Regions from separate parts of the Macaca mulatta genome. Here region 1 is linked to region 2. Evidence: chromatin contacts called from public Hi-C data. All regions are on one chromosome and are shown on one strand. Each heading gives the region's core, a stretch centred on a gene start, on an enhancer-like site or on the middle of the called end of the contact. The rest is flanking DNA. Distances are from core to core; before and after follow the strand shown.

Region 1 (5,836 bases), core at 2,921-5,420, 250 kb after region 2:
ACCATCCTGGCTAACACAATGAAACCCCGTCTCTACTAAAAATACAAAAAAATTAGCCGGGCGAGGTGGCGGGCGCCTGTAGTCCCAGCTACTCGGGAGGCTGAGGCAGGAGAATGGCGTAAACCCGGGAGGCGGAGCTTGCAGTGAGCCGAGATAGCGCCACTGCACTCCAGCCTGGGCGACAGAGCGAGACTCCGTCTCAAAAAAAAAAAAAAAAAAAAAAAAAAAAAAAAAGTGTGCTGGGATTTTCACTGAAACTGCAGTGAACCTATCGTCCCCAAAGGGACGGTATTCGTTTGCTTGGCTACCATAACAGAAGACCACAGACTAGGGGGTTTAAACAATGGACATTTATTTCTTCATGGTTCTAGAGGAGATGCTGGCAGGGTTGGCTCCCGGTGAGGCCTCTCCTCCGGGCTTGCAGACGGCCCCCTTCTCACTGTGTCCTCCAGTGGTGGACTTCCTCCTATGCACACACATCTCAGGAGTCTCTTCATGTTACGAGGACATCAGTTCTATCAAATGCGGGCTCTATCCCTAGAATCCCATTTAATGTTCACCTCTTTAAAGGCCTCATCTCCAAATAAAGTCACATTGGAGGTTAGGGCTTCAACATAGGAATTTGGTAGGCAGGGGCCACAATTCAGTCCATAACAAGGACTTAAAAATCGTAACAATATTGAGTCCTCAACCCATGAATATGGCATATCTTCCTGTAGATTTCGATCCTTCTCTCATCTACGGTATTGCCACCTCCAGGAGGCAGATCATGAGGTCAGGAGTTCGAGACCAGCCTGACCAACATGGTGAAACCCCATCTCTACTAAAAATACACAAATTAGCCGGGCGTGGCGGCACGTGCCTGTAGTCCCAGCTACTCAGGAGGCTGAGGCAGGAGAATCGCTTGAACCCAGGGGGCAGAGGTTGTGGTGAGCCAAGATCTCACCATTTGCACTCCAACCTGGGTGACGAGTGAAACTCCGTCTCAAAAAAAAAAAAAAAGTATTTATAGAATTTTTCATTCCTTTTATAGTTTGGCTCTGGTATCATTTTCCTTTCATCTGAAGAGCATCCTATAACAGTTTCTGGACTGCAAATCTGCTGGTCATAATTCATGGAGCTTTTGTCTGAAAATGCTTTTGTATCACCTCAGTTTTAAAAGGCTATACTGCTGCATATATAGTTCTAGATTGACAGTATTTTTTCTTTTACCATCTTAAAGATGTTCCATTTTCTTCTGGCTTGCTTTTGTTGTTGTTGTTGGGGGTGGAAGGGACAAGAAATCTTTGGCTTCTTTGTGCCTATATGTCATATGCCTTTTTTACTCTGACTGCTTCTAAGATTTATCACTAGTTTTCTGCAATTTAAGATGTGCCTTGGGTGGTTTTGTTTATACTGCTTGGGTTTTATCATCTCAAAGTTTCTGTTGGTTCTTTTAAAATGTCTTTTAGAAGTATCTTCTAATTCTTGGCTGGGTGCAGTGACTCACCCCTATAATCCCAACACTTTGGGAGACTGAGGTGGGCAGATCACTTGAGGCCAGGAGTTCGAGACCAGCCTGGCCAATATGGTGAAACCCTGTCTCTACTAAAAATACAAAAATTGGCTGGGCATGGTGGTGGGTGCCTGTAATCCCAGCTGTTTGGGAGGCTGAGACACAAGAATCATTTGAACCTGGGAGGCAGAGGTTGCAGTGAGCCGAGATCGCGTCACTGCACTCCAGCCTGGGCGACAGAGCAAGACTCCGCCTCAAATGAAAACAAAAAAATAAAATATCATCTAATTCTTATCATGATTTGTCTTGGCTTTCTAATCTTATCCAGCATTCAACAAATATTGAGCACTACTTTGTGTCTGGCTTCATGAAACAAAACAAAGATCTCTATTTTTATGGACTGTATGTTTTAGGGGTGAAGAGAAAAAAGTGAATCAGCTAGTAAGATAGTAAGTCTGTGTGATACAAAGCCAGAAGTGCCCTGGGAACAAGCGGAGCAGGTTAAGAAAACGGCCGGGGGGGTGGGGGGGGGGTCCTGAGCCGGGGAGGCGGGAAGGTGCAGAAGTGTTTGCTCAGGGGTGAGACATGAGCAGTGGCTGGACGGAGATGGGGAAGGAGCTCTGGATGCTGGCAGAAGCTTCCCGGCAGAAGGATCTGCTCCCCAGAGGCCCAGTGTGATAGCAAGAGCAGGTTGGAGAAGTCGACCGGTGGGACGTAGTGGGCGGCAAACACAGGCCACGACAGGTTTTGCTTTGCCCTGGGATGGGAGCTGTAGGAGGATTCTGTGTGGAGCAATCCTGTGATCCGACCTTAGACTTTCAAAGGTCCCTCTGGTTGCTGCATGATGGTCTAGGGGTACCAGGGCACAAGTGAAAGACGAGGTGACAGCAGTGACCCACTGCAGGGGTGGCCGGGAATTGGCAGTGGCAATGAGGCAGTGGGACCTGCTCAGATCTGGATGTGTTCTGAGGGTAGGGCTATCAGGATTTGCAAACCAAATGGGCATGGAGTGAGGAAGTGAGAAGCCCAAGTGAGTCAGGTAATTGGTCCAAGCGAACAGGATGAGGGCAGGCCAGGCGCGGTGGCTCTCGCCTGTAATCCCAGCACTCTGGAAGGCCGAGCCGGGCGGATCACCGGAAGTCAGGAGTTCGAGACCAGCCTGACCAACATGGTGAAACCCCGTCTCTACTAAAAATTCAAAAATGAGCTGGGCGTGGTGGTGGGCACCTGTAATCCCAGCTACTCGGGAGGCTGAGGCAGGAGAATTGCTTGAACCCTTGAACCCAGGAGGCGGAGGTTGCAGTGAGCCGAGATCGCGCCACTGCACTCCAGCCTGGGTGACAAAGCGAGACTCCGTCTCAAAAAAAAAAAAAAGGCTGCAGGGCCATCAGCTGATAGAGGGCAATGGACAGTGGACGGGCAGCTTGGCTGTGCTGTAGAGCCTGAGGGCTGAGAGGACACCCCGGGGCAGTGTAAAAGAAACTGGACTTAGCAATTGGTGAGAGAAGTCGGATAAAGAGAGGGTTTTGTTAGTATGGGAGAAACGGCACCCTTTTATGCTAATGAGAACTAATAACAACAAAAAAACCTGCTGTAGAACACAGAGGGAAACTGCTGGATGGGTGCCTTGGAGGAAGCCACAGGCCGGCGATTGGGTGCACAGGGCAAGGGGCGCTGAGGGAGGATCTGGCTCCAGCTTGCTCAGTGAAGCAAGAGGCTGGGTGAGGAAGGGGTGAGGCGGGGGAGCGGCTCAGGGTGCCTGCAGGCTAGGAGCTGGGAGCCACTGACGCCCAGGGACAGAGGCTGGTGCTGCAGAGAGGGGCGGCGCAGGGAGTCCCTCTTCTTTTCTTTTTTAAAAGAACTGCTTTACTGAGAAACCCACCCTACAAAAACACGATTAACAGGGTTGTGAGCTACCACCACTCTAATGCAAGGGCATGCCCATCCCCCCGAAAAAGAAACCCCGGCCCGCCGCCCCGCCGGCGGCGGCCCCCGCCATGCACCCAGCCCCGGACGCCCAGTTGGGCGTCTGCTCTGCGTGGCCTGTGCCGGGCGCCCCGCGAGTGGGGTGCACACCGCGTTCCTCCTGAGCCACCTCCAGGTCGGTCCGTCCGCAGCCGGCCTCGCACTCCCCTCCGTTCCAGGCTGCGGACCTCGGCGGCAGGACGGACGGCGCCTCTGCTCCTCATTCTGCCCGGGGCCAGCCCGGGCCCAGGGGTATCTGCTGTGTGTCTGGCGCCGAGCTGGGCCCCGAAGAACCCCGAGCCCGCCCAGGGGTTCCCTTCTCGGGCCCGAGCGGGCAGGCGCCGCGGGGTCCAGGGCGCCAGGGTCCAGGGACCCGCGCCCTCCCGCCTGGGCAGTCCTCACCGGCCCTCCGCAGGGGAAGGGACCTGGCCGCGAAAGTCCGGGCAGGCGTGGCGTTGACGCCCAGACCGGAACTTCCTTTCGGCCTCAGTTTCCGGGCCGGCCCCGCCCCCGGCGCCCGCACACCGCAGCCCCTTTAAGGACTTTCTGCGCCCTCCCGCCTCTTTTCTAGCGCGTCTCCCATCCCAGGCTGCCCCGCCCCCGCCGGGAGCGCGCCTACGTCACCGCGCAGACCTCGGCCGCGTCTTTGCGCCTGCGCCTCCTCGGCCAGGGTGAGCCATTGGCTGCCGAGCTCAGAGCACGTGATAGGGGCGGGGCCTTTGCCGGAAAGGATGGGGCAACAGCGAGAACGGCCGCGTCAAGAGGTAGGTGCAGTCGTCGCCGTGGTGACCCCAGCTCCTGATGCGTCCGGCCCAGGGACAGCCAATGGCTGTAGAGCTCTTGGGCACCTGACAGGAGGGGCGGTCCGCCCGCCGGAAGGGGCGGGGCGAGGCGAGCGCCGAGTCAGCGGTAGGTGGGGCTGTGGTTGCGCTGGGGGGCGGGGGTCGAGCAGCTTCAGCACCGGCGGCTCTGCGGGCGCCGGGCAGAGACCTGCGGGCGGAGCGTGTCCCGTGTCTTCGAGAGCGCCGGCGGCGGGGCCGGAGGGCGGGCCCAGGGCCGAGTGACAGGCCGCAGCCCCCGAGCACCGCCGAAAGCTGCGCGCCCGCCCGGTGCAGCCGCTGTGCGAGGGCGACCCCGCGGCCCCAGCCTCGCGCGGGCCCCGCCGGGCCGCTGCTTTCCCCGGGTAGGGCGCAGCTCCCCAGCCTCCGCCCCGGCCTCCCCTGGCGCTTCCTTCCGGGTCCTTCGGCCTTTTCCTGGCAGTGCTGCAGGCTCTCGCCTCTTCCCACCCTGCACGCCGCGGTGCTCGACCCTGGGCCTCCGGGCGCGACTTTCATTGATCTCAGAATTTCTTGGCTCCTTTTGGCCTCTGCAGCCTTGCTGGAGGCTGCCCTGCGGAATCAGTGAATAAGGGAAACAGCAACAGTCACGTTAGGCAAAAGCTGATTTGGACAGTGCCACTGCTTCTTAACGCACGGCCCTCAGTGCAGCGTCCCACACGCAGGGGATTGTAGAGGTCCCGAGTTGAAGGTTCACTTTTAAAACTGACCGTAATCACCGCTGTAAAGGCCTTGCCGGACACATTTCCCAGAGAGGCGCCCCCAGAGGTAACGGCAGATGGACCCCAGGCTCAGGGTCCTCCCGGAACTTTCGGTTTATAGTAGAGCCCAGTAAACACGTTAATAACAGCAAGAGCTATAAAATACAGATGGTGATTTAGCATTTGTGCCTTACCTATTTCTAGATATGGATCAGAAACTTTCGAAGTTGGTAGAAGAGCTCACAACTTCAGGAGAACCCAGACTAAATCCTGAGAAAATGAAGGAACTGAAGAAAATTTGCAAGTATGTCTTAGGGTTTAGTAACTCACAGTAACTGACTGGCCCACAGAGCCCAGGACACACACAGGGCCCTGCCTTCCTGCCCCGACCTGGGAGAGAACCACCCGAGGACACACCCAGGACATTTTCTCAGGGCCCTGCAGTACCCAGCTCTGATGGGTGGTCATGTTCTGGGTTTGGGGCGCGTGGCGTTGCAGACCCATCACTGCTCCGTGCTTGGTGCTTCTCTCTTCATTCCCGTTTCCTGAGTGCACATATGTGATTTAGAGAGAAACGTGTGTCTTTTTCTTTGCTGTTGGACTTTGCGAAGGGAGAGAATAGAGCTTGCTGATAGGCGAGTTGGTCCATCGCCTTTAGGGTATGTCCACCCCTGTTCACTTCTCCCTCCGGGGAATACGCCTCCCAGGATCTCTGCAAGTCACCCTCAGGCAGCCAGAGATTCATGGGGGAAGCAGAACTTCTCCTCGGAGGGTGGAGCATAAGTCGAGGACACTCATTATCCTGTATCCTGCGTTTGTAAAACGAGAACTTACAGATT
Region 2 (5,945 bases), core at 292-2,791:
GGCTGGTTGTAGGGCCACATTCACCAAGGTCCCATGGGTCTAAGGCCAACTCCGAAGTTGGAGGTTAGCACAGCGGGCGTCCCCTGGGCTGGCTGTGAGCCACCGGCACCCAGCTGGCTGCTTTCACCGGTAAGTTCACTTGGTAAAAGCTCATTGTGCTCTTGCTTTTGTTCTTGCATAAACATCACTTCAACACAAAATTTTCATAGAAAGAAAAACGCCTCCCTGACAATGCGATGTCCGCTTGACACCAGGGCCCAGCGCTGCCAGTGGAACAGGGCCAGAGTCCTCCACGAGCGTTAAGGCTGCCGTCCACCCGCCTTCTCCCCCAGGTCCTCCAGGCGGGACCCGCAGCCTGCAAGCCAGAGCCCCGGGATGACAGGACTCGCGGCCTGACCCCCGCCGTCACCCTCATCTGCTCCTCATGGCGGCCCTCCGCCCCGCCCCCGTGGCCCCTTCCTGCCTGCGGCCCCTCACCCGCGCCCTCCTCCCCTGGTGTCTCCCTTCCCCCCATCTCCCCGGTATCCCCCTTCACCCCCTTGACCTCTCACATCCCCCCCCCCTCCCCTAGCGTCCCCTTCCTCCCTGCAGCCCCCCACCACCTCCGGGGTCCCCTCTCCCCCCACCCTCCCACAGCCCCTCACTCCCCACCTCCCTCCCCAACGCTTCCCCGGTGTCCCCCTCTCCTCAGCGGCCCCTCATCACACTAGAGGAGCCCTCTCCCTGGTGGCCCCTCTTCCGAATCCCCCTATCTCCGCAGCCCCTCACCCCCCCATACCCCCTCCTTCTCCACGCGCCCTCTCTCCCCCGCGGCCCCTCCCCCCGAGTCCCCCTCCCCTCAGAGTTCCCCTGGCATCTCCCCTGGCATCCCCCTCCCCCCGCGGCCCCGCCCCCTCCCCTTCTCCACCCGCCCTGTCTCCTCCGCGGCCCCCCACGTGCCCCCATGGCCTTCCCACCCAAGCCCCCCGCCCCCCGGAGTTCCCTGCCCCCGCCCGCCGCTCCCCTCCCCTCTCCAGCCTGCGTTCCGGACGCCCTGACCTTTGCCGAGGCAGGCATCGCAGTACACGTGCCCGCAGTTGGTGAGGCTGAAGCACGACGTCCTCTGGGGCGGCTGGAAGCAGCGATTACAGAACACCCAGTTGGCCATGCCAGCCAGGCGACCGCAGCGGCGAGGCCGGGCCCACGCGAGGCCCACGCAAGGCTGGGACCAGCCTCCACGCGCTGGGCCCGCGGGCGGGCAGCTCTGCGCCTGCGCAAACTCGACGGCAGCTCTGCGCCCGCGCACTGGAGCTGGCGCCCTCCCGCCAACACCGCGGGCGGCCCTGCAGCACTAGTGAGGGCGCGTCTGACTCCTCTCCCGGGTGGTTTTAGCTGGAGTAGGCGGAGGAACGCACCGCGAGCACCGACGTCCCGTCCCTGTCTTTGCGGTCCTCAGGTGTTTTGTGGAAGCCCGGCCTGGGTGGCGGGCGTTGGGAACGGCGGCGGCGCTGAGGCGGCGGCGCTGAGGAGGCGTCGGGCGCTGGGAATGGCGGCGGCGCTGAGGAGGCGTCGGGCGCGACCGCAGTGGGGGAGGGGCAGAAGGAGCGCGGAGAGGGTGGGGGATGCTGGCCAGGCCCACCACGAGGGCTGGGAGCTGGGCCTGAGGCCAGGGCCGCCGGGGTAGTGTGCGGGGCGGGCCGCGGAGGAGTCAGGAGAGTGGGTGTGGGGGCCCTGGGAGCGGGATGGGAGGGAGAAGTGGGTGTGGGAGTTGGGGTGGGAGCAGGAGCGGGAGTGGGGATGTGGGAGTTGGGGTGGGTGTGGGGCCGTGAGGCGGTCGGGTTGGACGGCGGTGTGGGTGGGGCGGTGCGGGTTGGGGTGGGGTGGGGGTGGGGCGGTTGGGGTGGGGGCTAGGTCGCACTCTGCGCTTTCGAGCTAGTGACCAGGTGGCTGCTGGTGCAGAGACCTCACCACGGGAGGCCTGAGCCTGCTTCCTCTGAAACAGAAGGCGTAGCCTGGGAAGGACCTTTGCTGCTTCCAGCTTCCAGCATGGGGAAGTGAGTTTTTATAAAATTGCCCTCCGCGTGGTTCTGAGAGTTTCCACCCTCGGGACGCTGCAGAGCTCCGATGGAGAGGCTCAGGCACGTGCTTGTGCCGGGAGAGCACAGGGTGAGTGCTCTCCGTAGCTGCGGGCCAAGTGGCCCCTGCGCCCATACAGCTGTTTCCAGGGCCTCGTGTGAAAAACGTCTTGGTAATTTTATGTTGATTACATGTTAAAGTGATATTTTTGATATATTAGGTTAAATATATCACTAGCGTTGATTTTACCCTTTCAAAAAATCCTTTTCAATGTGGAGACTAGGAAACACAGAATTACGTATGGGCTGGGTGCGGTGGCTCACGTCTGTAATCCCAGCACTTTGGGAGGCTGAGGCGGGCGAATCACCTGAGGTCAGGAGTTCGAGACCAGCCTGGCCAACATAGTAAAACCCCCTCTCTACTAAAAATACAAAATTAGCAGGCATGGTGGCAGGCGCCTGTAATCCCAGCTACTCAGGAGGCTGAGGCAGGAGAATCCCTTGAACCCAGGAGGCGGAGGTTGCAGTGAGCCGAAGTCACACCACTGCACTGCAGCCTGGGCAACAGAGTGAGACTTTGTCTCAACAACAACAAATTAGAATTATATATGTAGCCCACTTTTATTTCTGTTAGACAGTGCTGATCTCTACCAAGTTTAAAATAGCAAGACCAGCAACATGGCAAAACCACCTCTCTACAAAAATTAGCTGGGTGTGGAGGTGGGTGCCTGGGGTCCCAGCTACTCGGGAGACTGAGGTGGGAGGATCGATCACTTGGGCCCTGGAGGTCGAGGCTGCAGTGAGCCTTAGGGCACCTGTGCAGCAGAGCGAGACTCTGTCTCAAAAATAAGTAAGAACAGGATGAGGTGCCTGATCTGTCAAATTCAGAAGCTATATTATAAAAGGATTCTATCAATGTTATAATGATATAATGTTAATTTCAATCTCTGGTATCTTTGAAATCATAAAAGGAATACACATTTATGCAGGTATTTTGATTTATTAACTCAAACATTGTGCAAATTATTTGTCCTTATTGATAATATTTTAAACAAGCTTCTTAGCTATAAAGAAGTCTTTCAGGTATTTCATTTGGAAAATTCCGACTGAGATAAGGATTAGTATTTGTGCAAAAGCCCACCATAAAACATTGCTATTTGTGTCTTCACTGGTCATCCGAAAATTTTCTTCACGGTCCTGTGCGAAAAAGAAATAGACAGGTTTAGTGTCATAAAGTACTTAACTCATGATTTTGAGGAGAGGGTTGTTGTGGGCATTCAAGGTATTTAATATTACCCAATTAATACCTTACACCAATGTATCCGTGCAGTCTGCTTTTCTAAACCAGAAGCCATTGTTTAGCCAAGTATAAGAGAGTAAAAATCAACCTTATAAAAGATGTTTTTGTATTTTGGTGTAAAATATCAGGAATTTGACCTATTTATATATCTTATTTGCTACCATCAGGCAAAGTGAACATTACCCAGTAGTGGTAGATTTCATCATTTGAGTCCAGCTTTTATGCCAGGCATTAGACCAAGCACTTGCATGCCTTATTTGCTTATCATACCTGTCCTTATCTACCTGGTAAGGAAACTGAAGCTTAGAGATGACACAGATTACTGACGTGTAGATGAGATTTAAGCCCATATCTGACCAACATCCACTTAGTGTAGTGACTCAAAAAGCACCTAATGTTATAAGAATAAAATTGTGATTTGGAAAGTGAGTACACACGAGTCTCTACAAATATATAGGATGCATTTGGAAGCATTTATTCATTCTGCAAGCTCACACCCTGTGCTGCTGGGGACTTTGTTAGGCACAGGGCATAAAAAGATGAATGAACTGAAATTCTCTTTCCTAGAGGAGCTCATGGTCCAGCAGACAGAGTGAAGAAAAATTGCTCTCTCCAGTCCCTGTGAGTCCACCTCAGATAGAAAGAGTGAGGAACAGGCAGTTCATTCTTTCCTTGGTCCAGGGGCTTTGCATTGAGAAATGCGTTGCTAGTAGCAAGAGATAAAATAAGCTGAATAGGCAGACTGACCCTTTGATAGTTTTGTTCTTTGACTATTTGCCCAATTTGTTCAATTAGATATTCAAGCTTGAAGGTAAGTTCATTAACTTTGTCCTTTGCTTGAGCAATGGCCGCATCAAGGTCGTGTTCTCCAACTCGAATATCTAAGTGGATCCTCTGTACAAACAGTAAAAAGGAAAAAATGGCATGTTTTTAAAAACAGCTCCACTCTTTTTCCTTACTTTCTCACTCTTGTATCCTCCCATTCCTCCGTCCTTCCTTTTTCTCCCTTCCCCCTTTTCATAAGCAGGGCGCTACTTCACTCTTCAGCTCCCTTTTTTCCCTCAGTGCCATTCTTCCTTGTTCTACTTGGTAGTCTTTCTTGTAATAATAATGCATTAAATGGTAAATTACTGACCTTACAGTATATTTATACCTTCCTGAACATCAAATTAACTATTAGGTAAATGACTTTGGTTTGGAGAAAATTTGATTAACGTTCTGAGGGAAATTTTCTTTACATATAACTAAATTTCTTATGCTAAAGTACAAATTGTTTTCATCAGTTCTGAACACATTTAGAAAACAGCCAATCACCATCTACCGTGTAAGAGTTTTATTTATTAGAATTCCATTATTAATTCACTCTTCAGCCTTCACTTGTTTTCAAGCCTGAATAATCACAGTTCTTTTAACCTTCCCTCACGGCTCTTATTTTTCAACCCTTTAATCAACTTCATGGCTCTCCTTTGAACCCCTTCCAAGCTCTCCAGCTCCCTCTTTGGTTGCTGCGATGAGATCTGGGCATAGGACTTTAATAAGTTTCTAGCCAGTTTGAGTGTAATGGATCTGCATACCAGTGTCATGCTTGAATAGTGCTGACGCTGTGTTCATCAACAAGGACATGGGGAGCATGTACTTACCAGCCTATTCCCTCCAAATGACACAAGCCTCGTAGAATTAGATTCTAAGCAAATGATGTGTTCACCAGGTGAATGTGAAGTAAAATAGAATGTCCCTTGCGGGCCATATAGCTTCGACAATATTACCTAGAATTAAGGATTTCCGTAGATTGAGTTTATTATTTCCTAGTTTCCATTCTTAAAAATAAATCTCATCTATATATTATCTAGTAAAAAATTGTGCCATTCCTAAACAAGAAATCAAATGGCTAATAAACATGAAAAATATTCAGCCTTGCTAGTAATTAAAAAATTCAAACTACAGTAAGATTGCCCTTGTTCATTGTCAGATTGACAAATATTTAAAAGTATCCAGGGATAGTATGGAGAAAACACTCTCCCACTACTGTTGCCCCACAGAATATCCCAAGAACTGTGGAACAACTACAAAAGGTGTAACTTGACACATAATGGGAATACCGAATGGAAGAGAAACAGAGAAAAGAAAAGAAGAAATATTTGAAGCAATAATGACTGAGAATTTTTCCCCAAATTAATATCAGATACCAAGCCATAGATTCAGGAAGCTCAGAGTATACCAAACAGGATTAATCCCCTCACCCCCTCATGAAATCCCCTCAACCCCAAGATGAAACCAAAAAGCTACAGCTAGGAATATCATTAAAACTGCAGAGAAGCAAACACTAATAATAAAATCTTGAGCAGCCAGAGGGGGGAGAAACCTTATTTACAGAGCAGCAAACGTAAAAATTGCATCTGACCTCTCCTCAGAAGCTATCCAAACAAGAAGAGAGTAGAGTGAAATATTTAATGTATTGGGAATAAAAAATGACCAACCTAGACTTTGGTATCCTGCAAAATTATCCTGCAAGAGATAAGAGGGAGTAAAGCGTTTCTCAAACAAATAAAAACTGAAGGAATTTTTGCTGGTAGATCTGCCTTGTAAGAAAT

The links. Hi-C and Micro-C count contacts between places; a contact is called where the count stands out from the background.
Region 1: a Hi-C map of fetal cortex germinal zone shows a contact between it and region 2, with 4 times the contacts expected there. The contact joins the promoter of UVSSA here to the promoter of RNF212 in region 2. A contact is called at or near these places in 5 of 14 Hi-C or Micro-C datasets (CD4 T cells, cortical neurons, fetal cortex germinal zone and 2 more).

Annotation. Positions count from the first base shown.
Region 1 is chr5:1,438,651-1,444,486 of T2T-MMU8v2.0, forward strand. UVSSA (UV stimulated scaffold protein A) reads left to right here and starts at 4,171. Exons shown (of 15, transcript XR_013417652.1): 1 at 4,171-4,369; 2 at 5,202-5,301.
Region 2 is chr5:1,191,323-1,197,267 of T2T-MMU8v2.0, forward strand. It overlaps RNF212 (ring finger protein 212), which reads right to left and starts at 1,542. Exons shown (of 11, transcript XM_078002874.1): 1 at 1,039-1,542. The coding sequence starts at 1,147. It overlaps LOC144341074 (a long non-coding RNA gene), which reads left to right and starts at 1,322. Exons shown (of 3, transcript XR_013417659.1): 1 at 1,322-1,435. It overlaps LOC144341068 (a long non-coding RNA gene), which reads right to left. Exons shown (of 5, transcript XR_013417653.1): 3 at 4,995-5,120; 4 at 4,102-4,248; 5 at 3,035-3,251. LOC144341073 (a long non-coding RNA gene) reads left to right here and starts at 3,563. Exons shown (of 2, transcript XR_013417658.1): 1 at 3,563-5,945.